Linked DNA regions of Zea mays: region 1 is linked to region 2. Evidence: chromatin contacts called from public Hi-C data. All regions are on one chromosome and are shown on one strand. Each heading gives the region's core, a stretch centred on a gene start, on an enhancer-like site or on the middle of the called end of the contact. The rest is flanking DNA. Distances are from core to core; before and after follow the strand shown. Region 1 has its middle 42 kb from the start of LOC100279272. Region 2 overlaps LOC109940843.

Region 1 (7,087 bases), core at 4,319-6,818, 440 kb after region 2:
AAGAGGGGGTGAATTAGGACTTCTAAAAACTATCTCTAAACTAGGCCACAAATAAATCCCTAGAACAAAACTTATGCAAATAACTTAACTAGATTGTGCAAACTAAGTTTTGTCTATGTGTTTCTATCTCTAGCGCAAAAGGAGTTATGCAACCTAAGTTCCAATCATATATAATCTACACTAAGAATATTAAAGATTGCAACTTAAGTAGAGAGAGTAAATGCGGAAGATTATAGAGCTAGTAGAGAAAGCAAACTCTTATGGACAATGCTAGTATTTTTACTGATTTATCCAGAACCACGCAAGGTCCCGACTAATCCTTGTTAGTGCCTCTAAGTAAAGGATAGCCCACATGAGGGCCAAGCACCACGGATGAGTAACTCCGTAGAGATCCATGGGCCTTCTCCATGCGCAATTGGTGCTCCACTTCTGGCTCCTCTCGAACGCTCCCCATTGTCTTAAGTATCGAGCTTCCGGTAGAAACATCGTGGGCCTCGTTCCCTCCGGTACACGGTGACGACTGTATCACAAACGCGATTGATACGGTCTCGCAAGACTCTCGCCCCACTCGGTACAATTACAACAGCTCGCACAAGAGCTGAGGGGTTATGTGGGTTTTTTCTAAACTCACTCATCTGACTAGGGATCACCTAGAGCAAGTGCAATAGCAGTCTACCTAACCTAAGCACTTCACAAAGAACCTACGCTAATCATCAAATGATTCTATTAAGCACTTGGGTGTTTGAACACTTGGAGATGTGTATAGCCTTCCTTGGTATGTTTCTTGGGCTCCCACACTTGCAAATGGTCGGTTGGATGAAGTATATATGGGCCCCCATCCATAACTAGCCATTGGAGAGCAGACTGTTGTTGTGTGTGGCACACCGGATAGTCCGGTCTGCCAACGGTGCGCCAACATTGTGCCAATTGTGCACCAACAGTGCACCAACGGTGCGCCAATAGTTTGTTTACAATGACTAGTTCTGACAGTGACAGCTAGTCGTTACACTCATGGATTGACCAATGCGCCAACTATGTACACAGGACAAACTGGTGCGCCAACTGTCTACACAATATAGTCTGATGCCTCCTCAGACATATGGAGCAAATGGAAGCACTCAATGATGGTTGTCCGATGCACACCGGACCGACCGGGAGTCACTGGTGCGCCAGCTGACAACCAATCTTCTAGTTCTTCTGTCTTTTCTTCTTCGGCTCCTTTGGTCTTGTGTCTTGGACTTGTGCTGAATATTGGTAGGTCTTCTTAGAGACTTTTCAAGTCTTCTTTTGAGGTGTTGCATCCTCATAGCCTCAATCCACTTCGCATCCTGTGAACTACAAAACACAAACACTTGCAAATTCATTAGTTCACTTGTTATGTTGATCATCAAACACCAACATCAGTTAGTCAAATGGGCCAGAGTCCATTTTCCTTACAAGCTTCTATTCTCGAAGAGGTTTAGTGCAAGTGGCAATTGTTATTAGGAAACTAACTCAACAAAGGTTAATGACTCCTATCAACATGGTCAACCTAAGAAGCCAATGAAGTAGTTGTGCTTCCATGGAACTCCCCCAAAACCAATTGTACCTAGAGGATTATATTTTTAATTTTTTAATGCCTACATATAGCCATTAGAAACATGACCACTAAAGTGGCTTGTGGTATGCCTTCTCCGCCTCACACAAGGACAACATACCATGGTGCCAAAATCCAAGCTTGACCAGATATGTGATGGGTATAAAGAGTTGGATCTGGACATCTGAGGGGTGATAATGAAACAATACTTGCAGAGGCCATACATGGTTATATTTTATGGTACAAAAAGGCACATTGTAATACTCAAAGCCCAACAACCATAAACTACTACTAGTGGGGCTCCCTCACTACTAGACTCTCCACGTAGGATCCCTTCACCTCCTCCAGCCCTCCTCCACCTTGTAAAAGGGGCCTTCACCTGCTCTAACAACTCATAAAAAGGAACCCTTCTACTATGCCATCACCTCCTAAAAGGCTAATGAGCACAAAACCAAGCCAAACAAAAAGCAACGGCACACATAATAATTCATTAGCTCTACATCAAAGAAGCTAACATGTGACATGACCGATGAGGAGTAGAATGTTATCGTCAGCACAGAAGTGAAGGAACATTTCAAGAAGACAATTCCCGAGATGGAAGCACCAATAGATGCATCCAAAAAAGTCTTCTTTGTTAAGATGAGAAAGAAAAAGAAACATTATATCTCCAACTATGAGAGCATGATGAGTAAAGAACATAAAAATTGTCCGAAGAAAAACTTGCCATCACAAGAGCTCGCTTGGACATACTAGCATGGAAAGCCTCTAGTATAGCTAGAATTGGCAAAAAAATGATAACACAAATGTGTAGATTGCATGACTAGGACATGAAGGAGCCGTCCACTTATAGGACTTTGATTTGGTCTGCTTAAAAAAGATTGTGACTTCTATAGTGGCCTTAACAAGGTGTGGCTACATTTTAAATATATATTTGAGATATACCAGCGGAATCCGATAGACATCTCTCTCCTTTGTTGTTGGGTTCTATAAGTGCTTACTATATCTCTTGTATACGATTGAATAATATATATATGTATATATATATATATATATTCAATGCTATTAGGCATTCTTTTACACCTACTTTGTTTCATCAAGGATGAAGATCCAGAGATACCATAAAGAAGGGTTTTTCAATATTGGCTTCATTTGCCCTATGGTTATTAACCAAAAACAATTAAGGACTTCCATGTGGACGTTCTAAAAATATTGGTCAAGTTTTTTCAGAAGAAACATTATATACAATACATACTTATTCCTTACAAATTTAAGTTAACGTGCAATACCTTTTCGTAGCTCATATGTTTTCATAACTATATGTATAGTCTAATTTGATTTCCCTATTTATAACATTTTTATAGCTTTCACCAGATACTTCTGGTGTTCTCAATGGATGAAGGCATTATATGTATATATATGTTTGACTACATGAGAAAGCCAACCATATAGTTATAAGAAATAGTGAACCTTCTTGATGAGTCATTCTTACCATTCAAACTTAACTCTCTAAACCTTTAAATAATTGAATCGTGCACGTACCAAGGATTAATCATTTTCGTTATATAGGGCATGGAGTTGGCTATGCAAGAAGCAACCCGATCTAAAGGAAATTCATATGCTTAGGCCGAACTTTCATGTATGTATGAAGCTTGCACGTATCGCAAGTTATTTATCAATGATAATCCATAACCTTTTCCCAATTTTAGTGTTTGACACAGGAAAAGCGGATCAACCTTTGTGGATGCTACATATGTAAATTCCTTCATACCTTCGTGGGTAACGAGTTAGTGACAAAAGGTATCAAGGTACACCAACAATTCTGTAGCATTAATGTTGATTTGATGATAATAAAATACCTCGACTTTAATATAGTAATACTTTTTTATTAATGCTATTAGCAAATCACAGTTGATGAAGATGAATGAAGAACCACTCTCTCTGAAAAGATCCAAGGAATTTAAGAATAACTTATAGGTTCATATATAATTAGATCGTATAAAAAATAAAGAGTTCTATTATGATGGACGAAATCTCCTGGTCTCATTAGATGACGAAGAATATAGAAATAAAGATACCTTCAGTAGTTAGATGATTTTATAGTAGTTGCTTGTATATTTGTATATATTAATATTAATATTCATTTTAATATACACATATTACTATTGTTATTCATTTTGTATACACATATAAATCAATATATATACATATAATAAAATGTCACTTGACACTTTGATTCTTGGCTCAAATCGGTACTAAAAAATCTATTATTTAGTATCGGTTAAAGCCAAAAAACAATACTAAAGTAGGACCTTTTAGTATCGGTTTTAGTCAAGAACGGATACTAAAGGCTAGATTGATATCCTTAATTAGTCTCGATGATCTTCGGTACTATATTCGGGTTGAGAATTTGGTATTGTATCCGGTTCCCAACCAATAGCATGCGCCCACTTTTTTTCCCTGCTGAACGCTCATAGTAGTCATAAACTCTGCTGGAGCAGCAGCATTTATTTGGTCCAAGTCGATCGAAGCTGAGCTGAACCAGGCCCAACCCACGAGGTCCAATCTGCCATGACGGAGTTGAGAAGTTGAGAATTCATCAGGCAACGCGATGGTCTTGGGGCCTGGTCCACCTGCTGCTGGACCAAGGAATTAACTCCCGCCTCAAACCAAAGATCGCTAGACTAGAGACGGTGCCCGATGGTGGATCGGCGAGCTCGATCAGGAGAAAATGACAAGAGCAGGAGACGGAGACGCTGACCTGAGTTAAGTACGTGATCGTCGTGCGTGCACATACATGCATGGATGCGACGAGCTTTGACACACGGACCGGTGTTTCTTGTCTCTAGATTAGCAACCGGAATTCTTAATGGATCCGTCGACGATCCCCCGGCATCGGTAACCTGGGGTTCTGGGGCTTGGCGACTGCGTACCGGAAGCGTCCAAACGAAGCTCCCCGGGAGACGAGGGAGGAAGGCGCTCGAGACGACGGCGGTGATGCCGTAGTGGTCAGCTGCTGGAGCCCTGCGCGCAGTTGTGTGGTTGTGGAGCAGTATCAGGAAGGTATTCAAGGCGCGTTGACATCGACGAATTCAACGCGAGAGAGGGTCATCAATATCAGGGTCGAGGAACAGACCGCTAATGTGTAGTGTTGTAATTCACTAGGCGCCTTACTGCGCCCGCATACCTACTCTCACACTCCCACGTGAGCCTGATCGGCCAGGTACGACCATTTCTAGCGTATGTGTAGATATAGATAAATGACATCAGAATAACTTATTTTTTATCTACTCATGCAGTCACTATTCCTTGCGTATACCTAATCAAATAGACGCTCTGTCAAAGTCAACGTACGCGATGATTCAAGATGGGACGGTGAAATAGTAGATTCACAGATCGCGTCGCAAACTGACGAGAGCCGTGTACTATGCATACAGTACACCGAGCGACTATCTGTGCCCGCTGTCAGATGTGGCTTACGTACAAGACAAATGAACCAATTCGATTGCTCAATCAGCAAAACGGAGGCTACTGCAGCGAGCACAGTACCGGCAGAAGGTCCACACTCCACAGCACGATACGCGGCCAGGCCCGTGCAATATGTCGGCCCGGTCCCTACGCGACGACGAGGCACGAAATGAGGCAAGATGGGCTGCTTATTAAATCGCCAGGACCACGCGTCGAAGATCTAGAATCTAGACGTGCACGATGCACCTTATTTTACACTCAGCAACCAAGAGCCGCGCCGCTGTGCTGCTGATCCATGCAGGGTATCTGCGTCCAGAAATGCAAGAATACTCACACACAGCCACACAGGCGAGGTCGCGATAGGATTCCAAAGTCACCCAGCTGAATGGCGTTTCACAAAACCATCCGTACGCACTCGCTGGAAGGACAAGCTGGGAAAAGCGGCCGACGCCGCGTTGGGCCGCTCCATCAGGCCCGCCCGAGTGCCCGCCCCAGCCCCACGCCGCCGCGAGAACCGGGCACCGTGCGACACTGCAACAACACATCATCATTTCCTTCTCCACGGGCGGCTCCCTTCCATTCCGTTCCTCTTCCCTCCTCACCTCGTTCGCCGGTCGTGTTCGGGGACAGAGTCTCGCGGTCGCGGGGTTCGGGACCGCATCATGCCCGGGGCCGATCCGCGCGCGACGGCGCGAGTGTTCCGCTGCGCGGGTGGAAATGATTCAGGAGCCCGCTGGCCGCATGCCGGCTGGCGCTGCCTTGGCGATCCTAGAATCCTGGCTCCTCGTGGGTCCTCCTGCCGGAGTTGGCCGAACGCGTGCTCGCGCGCTTTGCGGACGCTTGCGCCGCACTTTACCTTCGTTTTGGCTCCTTGATGTGTGGCTGCTGATATGACGGGCTTTCTTGGATTTTTGTTTGTGACACACGGCTAATCCGGCACACCAGCTACTATAGATAGGAGTATAGTATATTATAGTAGTATACAAGCGTAGAGTTTACACGCAGAGAATCCGAGGCTCACGCTCTCCGCGCTTAACGCACTGTTTTCCGACTTCTGGGCCCCACTCCCCTCAACTGGTGCAGCAGAAAATGCTCCCGTTTCTTCTTGCTCCCGATGCTGCAAAAGCAGGGCTTGCCACTGCCACATGTTTTGCCTGGGGTCACTCTTTGGTCCCCCCATGACTGCGTGGGGCTCTCATTCTCATCGTACATAGGCCCCACACGTCACCGAGGGAGGCGGACTTGGACTTGCTGTGGCTGTGGGTGAAGTGCATGCACCATAAGTACTCCCTCCCGACATTAATCTGTACTTCTGTCATCATAAAAATCATCAACACCATTCGGATACCAAACTTCACACGTTCGGTTCCGGAGGGCATCGCATAAAATCTCGACACAGGTGCGCTGTTTCTATCACATAAAACCCCCAGAATTATCTCAAAATGCGAGATGAGAGCTCAGCTTTAAGCCTCATTTGACAGGGCGTTTATCGTTTCCAAACAGTTTATTGGGAACTTCATTATAGACTCCGGTAAAAAAAGTTGTTTCCCCTCATTTTCAAAAAATAATTGCAAACCAGTGGAACGAAAAAAAAAAACTAAGCTACAAAGTTCTCCTAGTTGGATCGATCTCACATAATCGATTTGACTTGTACATTACCTCTCCACAAATGCCATAAATATTCCTGCGAAAGATATGCTGCTTGTAAATTTTGGTACAACAAAACTGATATCAATGGGTGAAAGCATAGAAGGGATAACACACATGTTCACGACCTAGTGACGCAGAGAGCTCAATCCACTGCTATGGCCGCAACCCCCATGGTTGACCATAAGGCCCCGACACAAAGCTAGGTCCACTCAATAACCAAGGGCCATGGTATCTCCCTGTTGGCACCTTTTTGGAGGCGCCAATTACTCAAGAGAACTAGCGGCGGTGCTCTCTGGTCAGGCGCGGACGGTCCGCGGCACGGAGCCGGACGGTCCGCGACCTGGCGCGAGGCGGCGGTGCTCCCTGGTCAGGCGCGGACGGTCCACGGCCTAGGGC
Region 2 (7,053 bases), core at 1,545-4,044:
TCATCAAAAGGAGATTGGGGTAGACAGAGAGGATGTTTCTCGAAGGTATATTTCTTGTAAGGCTTTGACTTGCACTTCAGCATAAACTTGTAGTCGTCTGTACTTGTTAATGTTGAATTGCACTTTGTATACTTCAAGGTCATACTTGATTTCATCATACGGCATAATAGCAATCACAGTTCCAAATGTATTCTCCAGGGTTCAGTTTGGTGTGGTGTGCTGATGATTGTTCCTGCTGTTGATGTTTGGATGAATTGCTCAAGTGGCTGACAGCCGAGATGTGGATATGGCAAATGCTGATCATCATGGCAGATAGAGACAGATACCTCTTCTTTTTCGAGGACTTTAATTTTTGGCATTTTCCTTTTAAATGCACACCCATCATTATCTGGAATAAATTCCTGCATTAGGAGCCAGTATAAGGTTCTGAACACACCTGATTGCTTTCAATGCCATGCCACAGTGAATTAAATGTTCTCAAAATTTTATCAAGCAAATACCATTGTGTCGTTTCTACTATGTTCATCTTTTAGGAATAATCATACAATACTGGTACCTTACAAGCTCATCACAATCTAAATTGATAGAACAAACTGCTGAAACTATCTCTGCATAAAAAAGAAGTTTTTGACCTGCACATCATCTCTTTGCTGTTGATGCAAGATATTGACAGGAAGACTTTAGAAATTTTATTTCAGGTAAAGAAGATCTAGGAAGGAAGCAAATCTTATGGCTTCTAAGCCAACTGTAGTTGATTGCATTTTCTTCACATATCATTGATAAAAGCATGTAGCCTTGACTGATAGAATGGAAAGGAGGTGAGCCCCTGTGTGCCCATCACAAGATGCCAGCTATCTGATCAACTAGGTGAACGGTGGTCACACATAGCCAGATTTTAGGAGCACCATGTCCAGCTGGTAGTGGGGCACAACAGTGAGGAGCATGACACACATATGCCCACACCAAGCAAACTTGCTACATTAGTCCCGGCAGATGCATTCACCATTGGAACATATTCTGTTGTCACGTTGCCTTTTCAAGGAGTTCTTTTATTCTGCAATATATTTGCAAATTGATTTAGTTGTCGTGTGTACCCACATTACCCTGCAGTTTCTGCCTTTTTATTCTGCATTCACCATTGCTGTCCTACCCCCACCCCACCCCCAGCGGAACTTTTGTGTTCCTACTTTATGCCGTTCTTGTAAATTGTAAACATTTCTAAAGCCTTTCTATATTGATACAGGCTGGGCAGAAATCCTGGCGGCAGTGTGGGGAGAAAAGATGTGCAAGTGGAGTGGAGAGGTCCAACAAGGTAGAATGGACTAAGGGAGGAATTCTTCTCTTGGAGTGGGGGTTAAAGTGGCTTATCTTAACATGCATCCGATCCTCTCTCTCTGGGGTTTGTGATAACAAGATTCAAAGGATGATGCCTCGTCAATAGGGTTCCTGTTTTTCTCCTTATCATCCATGAAACCTTGCCCCCACCCACCCACCCAAAAAAAAAAAATGGAAGGCTCTCTTGTGGGGTTGCTAAATAATTTGGTTTGGTGTTCTGGTCTGTTTTCGGCTAGACACATTGATGTCATAATCGAAACGCACATGAAGGCTGGCAGCAGCTTGTGATCTGAATCCAAGTCCATTGTTCACTTTGTGGCCCCGGAAGAGCCAGAATGAAAACTTGACTGTGCATGCACATACATGTAGCGGGTAAAACCTCCCTTGTCGTGACCTGTGTGAGTTTTGCCATATGACTTGCAAACAGTAAAATGATTGTGCATATGCTGGACCATGATTCATATATATGGCAAGAGGATGAAAAATCATTCGCTTGCAGAAATGGACCAACATATGGCCCTGAGAGAGATTAACCTGTTTCGGTTTTATTGTGCACTCACCGAAGGTCATTTGCATCCCGACAAACGTGTGGTAATGTTGAGGCTCCTCTTTCTGCCTCTCTGACACAACGCGTAGATGATGGTTTGCCAGGATCATGTTGTCTGCATGGGAGAGAAAAAAGAGTGTTCATGTAGCCTGATGCCGTGTTAATATTTACAGTTTTCATGTTTGACATTTATTTGCACGTGTACGGTACCTTCTCTTTCTCAAGAAATTCAAGTACCATCCATCAGACGACTGTGGCCTGGCCGTTCTCAGCAAGCTAGCGTACGTGTGGTCTAACAATACCCGATGGAAGAAGTTGCTCCCGTGTCGGCATGGAACCAACAAGGCTGGGCGGGGCCCCATCCTCTTCTTGCGTCGATCCGTAACATGTAGCAGAAGATGGTTGTAACAGGAATGTGTAGCTAGCAGAGCTTGCAGCTGCCGAAGGCGGTAACAGGAATGTCATGTCGCACGTACAGGGAGAGGGTACTTGGGAGCGCACCGCTGTAGTAGTGTGTGTGCAATGCATCAGCGCATGTGATGGGTCGCTGGTGCTGCGTGCCTGGCTGACGAGACACGGACGCCTCCACGCACCCCTCAGCCTGCGCACGTACGTACGGGTGCACCAACTCTGAGCAGCAGAGCGAGCTGCAGCGATCGATGGAGCGTCCGTCCGTCCCCGGCGGACCGGAGGCCGGAGCCAATCAGCGGCCGAAACGACGCCGCCGTCGGCGCGCGCGCCCACGAGGCCAACCAACCAGCCGCTCTCGGCTGCGTCCGTCGACGCGGACGTGACACGGGCGGGGGGCGTCCTGCCTGCCCCGCGAGAGACAGCGCGATAATGCCGCGGTACCACTACGTACCACGGGGCCGGGGAATACCCCTGGCCGGAGTAGGCGCCAGCCGCCAGCTACGAGGAGCTACTCCTCACTCAGTCGTCCTGACCTGCTTCCTAGCTATACGTAGAGCACGTACCACACAGATCTCGTGCGTCCATTCATAGGGGCTAGCTAGCTATAGCCGAGACTGTGCCCATGCAATGCATGCCGCCACGTGCGGCGCCCGCGAGTGAGAGGCCGGGATCTCATGTCAAGCGTAGAGTTCGCACGAAGAACTCTACTATAGTACGTGCTAGCTAGCTTGCGCACTGTGCCTGTGCGCGCGCGCGGGGGCAGCCTTAGCTTTACATAGGAGCAAGTACATACACGTCGGTCGCGCGTCCAGCTTACTGTGTACCCCTCGATTGACCGATGATCGATCGACTGACTGCTCGACTCGAGCGACCGATCAATCGATCTGTCCGTCTTCAGTGATCGAGTCACAGGACTGACTGTGGCCGGTGCATGGTCGCGTACATGGATCTATCTTCCATCCATCCATCAGTACGCACGTACGTACACGTACTAGCTCCGACACCACATGGGCGGGCACGCATCCTCTCAGAGCACGCACTATACCACCGTGGATGCATGTGTATATGCTTGTGCATGTGCAAGGGGAAGTAGTACCCGGCCCCGTGGCCGTGCAGGGTCGAGGCCGACGTGTCGGACGCCAAAGAGTGGATCGCAAAGGGCGTTGCATGCTCGGCCGGAAGCAGCAGCGCACGGGCGCAGACTGTCTCCCGATGCCCTGCAAGGCCCGGCACCCGGGCAGCCTATTAATTGCGGCGTAATGGCCGGCTTTGGCGTGTGTTGCTGTGCGCCGTATGTGCCGTGCCCGTGCATGATGGAACGCCGTACGTACGTGCGTGCATGCGCGGCCACACCAGATTACGTACGGAGCTAGCGAGCGAAGAATCCGACCTGATTTTTTACTTTTTGTTGCACACTACCTGCAATGTATTACTTATTAGCTAGCCGTGCGCATGCAATGTATGAGGAGGTAATGTTTGTGTGTTCCCCGAGAGGGCAGTTGCTCCCTCCATGCTAGCAAGTTGTCGATTCTGTTCGCATTATTTACTCATCCTCTCTACTGTCTCATCAACTGTGCATGGCGGTGTGGCATAGTCGTCCATGCATCATCAATCACCATGCATGCATGTGGTACCGCGCGCGGACGATGGGTAGGCAGTTAAATGGCAAAGTGCCCGGTCCCCCGGGCTCGATCGAGTCATTGCACATGGACTTTGTGTCCACTTGATTGAAGCTTTCTTGTCTCATCCCTCGCGCCCCCCTCGTGACCTTGAGATGGGCACCGTCAACATACATTTGCATCCACAGCCCACGGGAATTGGTAGCCTATTAGATCCTCCTATACCTATACCATGAGATACTGATGTTGATACCTTGCTTTCATAGTGGTATATGTATATCACTACCGGAATCGAGCGCTTTGCCGAGTGACTGAAGCACTCGGCAAAGCCTACAAAACACTCAGTAAAGCTTTTGCCGAGTGTGATACAACATCCTAACCCTTAAAATGTTCTTTCGTTTGGCACGTATATGGGAGATAATACACTTGCACTACCGGAAACGGGCGCTTTGCTGAGTGCCCGAAGCACTCGGCAAAGCCCCAAAAACACTCGGCAAAGAAGGCTCGGCAAACAGTACATCGGCAAAGCTTTCTTTGCCGAGTACTTTTTCTCGGGCACTCGGCAAAGAAAAGTGGTCATTACGGCGACGAGGTAACGGAGACGGCTTCTTTGCCGAGTGTCAAGGACGACACTCGGCAAAGGCTGCACCTTTGCCGAGTGTCTTCCCAGAAGCACTCGGCAAAGAATACATCTTTGCCGAGTGCCCTCTGGGATACTCGGCAAAGAGCCCGCCAGGGAGGGTCCCCATGTCAGGCTCTTTCCCGAGTGCTCTATGTGGCACTCGGCAAAGCCTGCCTCTTTGCCGAGTGCCAGCGACATAACACTCGGCAAAGTACCTAAACCGGTGCCTAGGTTTTGGCTCTTTGCCGAGTGTTATGACCCTGACACTCGGCAAAGCCCCTCTTTGCCGAGTGTTACACTCGGCAAAGTGACCAGTATATACCTTTTTTATTTGTTTTTTTGTATTCCATCAACACAAACAGAAGATATCACATATATACATCACAGATATCATCACAGACATAAATAGCCAACACAAACATAAAACCGTCACCACAAACATAAATATCCATCACAAACATAAGTGTTCAACACAAGTATCAAACACAAACATAAGTCTCAAACGTCGCAAGCTCTCACATAAGTATCAAACACAGACATAAGTATTATACACAAGTACTGAAGTCTAAAACAATGAAAACACAACACTCATGGAGGTGGACGGCTTGACCGGGGCTGCGTTGGGCTGAACCCTTCCGGAGGGTTGTTGGATGCCGCCCCAGATTGGCCCTGCACAGAGAAGAGATTGCATGTGTTATACCAGATGCATTACAAACATCTAACTACAATTTTGATACTCACAGGAGTGTGGAAGAGAGCAGGGTCAACTGGAGGGAACAATGGAGGTGGCGGAGCGATGCCCTGTGCGGCGCCAAGGCTCTGCATGTACTGGAACATCTCCGCCATCCTCTGATGATCTGCCCGGCGCTCCGCCTCCCGCTCCGCTATCATCCTCGCCTCCATCTCGTGACGTTCCCTCCTCTCTTCTTCTAGTTGGTTCTGTAATATTACAAGCCAACGTTATAGTAACTCAAAGAGTAGGTATATAACTCAAGGAAGGACGAGTTACAGAAGCACTAACCTCGAGTTGCTGTATGCGATGTTGTGAGCTGTCGTGCCGAGGTCGTATGGCTGGACTCGAGCCCGTGCTCCTTGCTCTCACCTGAGACAGAGTGGGAGTGGAGGACGAGTCGATTGTGAAAGGGAATTAGGCTTACACCTATTTCCTAAATGATTTTGGTGGTTGAATTGCCCAACACAAATAATTGGACTAACTAGTTTGCTCTAGTCTATAAGTTATACAAGTGCCAAAGGTTCACACTAAGCCAATAAAGAGACCAAGAAAAGGGTTCAACCAAAGAGAGCAAGGGATAACCGAAGGCACCCTGGTCTAGCGCACCGGACTGTCCGGTGCACCACCGGACAGTGTCCGGTGCACCAGGGAACTCCAAGCCAAACTCTTCACCTTCGAGAATTTTCAGAGACGCTTCGCTATAATTCATCGGACTTGTCCGATGCACACCGGACAGTGTCCGGTGCTCCAGAGGAGAGTGACTCTGAACTCGCCAGCTTCGGATTCCCGCTCCGCTATAATTCACCGGACATGTCCGGTGCACACCGGACTGTCCGGTGAGCCAGCGGAGCAACGACTACTTCGTGCCAACGGTCGACTGCAACGCATTAAATGCGCGCCTGCGCGCGCAGTGGAGCAGTGCACGCGCGGGTGGCACACCAGACAGTCTACAGGACTTGTCCGGTGCGCCACCGGTCAGCCAGGCGGGCCCACACGTCAGTGCTCCAACGATCAGAACCCAACGACCTGGTGACGTGGCTGGTGCACCAGACAGTGTCCGATGGCGCACCGGACTGTCCGGTGCGCCATGCGACAGCAGCCTTCACCAAACGGCTAGTTTGGTGGTTGGGGTTATAAATACCCCCAACCACCCCACATTCAAGACATCCAAGTTTTCCACCTTCCAACTACTTACAAGAGCTCTAGCATTCAATTCTAGACACACTCAAGTGATCAAATCCTCTCCCAATTCCACACAAAGCCTTAGTGACTAGTGAGAGAGATTTGTTGTGTTCTTTTGAGCTCTTGCGCTTGGATTGCTTCTTTTCTTTCTCAATCCTTCTCGAGATCAAACTCACTTGTAATTGAGGCAAGAGACACCAATTGTGTGGTGGTCCTTGTGGGAACTTTGTGTTCCATTTGTTTGAGAAGAAGAAGCTCACTCGGTCCGAGGGACCGTTTGAGAGAGGGAAAGGGTTGAAAGAGACCCGGTCTTTGTGACCACCTCAACGGGGAGTAGGTTTGCGAGAACCGAACCTCGGTAAAACAAATCCGCGTGTCACACTCTTTATTCGCTTGCGATTTGTTTTGCACCCTCTCTCTCGGACTCGATTATATTTCTAACGCTAACCCGGCTTGTAGTTGTGATTAAGTTTGTAAATTTCAGATTCGCCCTATTCACCCCCCTCTAGGCGACTTTCAATTGGTATCAGAGCCCGGTGCTTCATTAGAGCCTAACCGCTCGAAGTGATGTCGGGAGAACACGCCAAGAAGGAGATGGAGACCG

Evidence for each region. A called contact is a pair of places that touch in the nucleus more often than the background predicts.
Region 1: a contact with region 2 is called in a Hi-C map of ear, with 5 times the contacts expected there. The contact joins two enhancer-like sites. A contact is called at or near these places in 3 of 25 Hi-C or Micro-C datasets (ear, leaf and root tip).

What each region holds. Positions count from the first base shown.
Region 1 is chr1:30,194,598-30,201,684 of Zm-B73-REFERENCE-NAM-5.0, forward strand. No RefSeq gene overlaps it. Among protein-coding and RNA genes, the nearest start is that of LOC100279272, 42 kb to the right of the region's middle. Within about 2 kb of position 5,569, at least 19 of the 20 cell types and tissues checked have an H3K27ac peak or open chromatin away from gene starts, as enhancers often do. A contact at or near this core is called in ear and root tip, where this site is marked.
Region 2 is chr1:29,754,422-29,761,474 of Zm-B73-REFERENCE-NAM-5.0, forward strand. LOC109940843 reads left to right here. Exons shown (of 3, transcript XM_020541177.1): 3 at 199-1,845. Among protein-coding and RNA genes, the nearest start is that of LOC109940843, 13 kb to the left of the region's middle. Within about 2 kb of position 2,795, at least 15 of the 20 cell types and tissues checked have an H3K27ac peak or open chromatin away from gene starts, as enhancers often do. A contact at or near this core is called in ear and root tip, where this site is marked.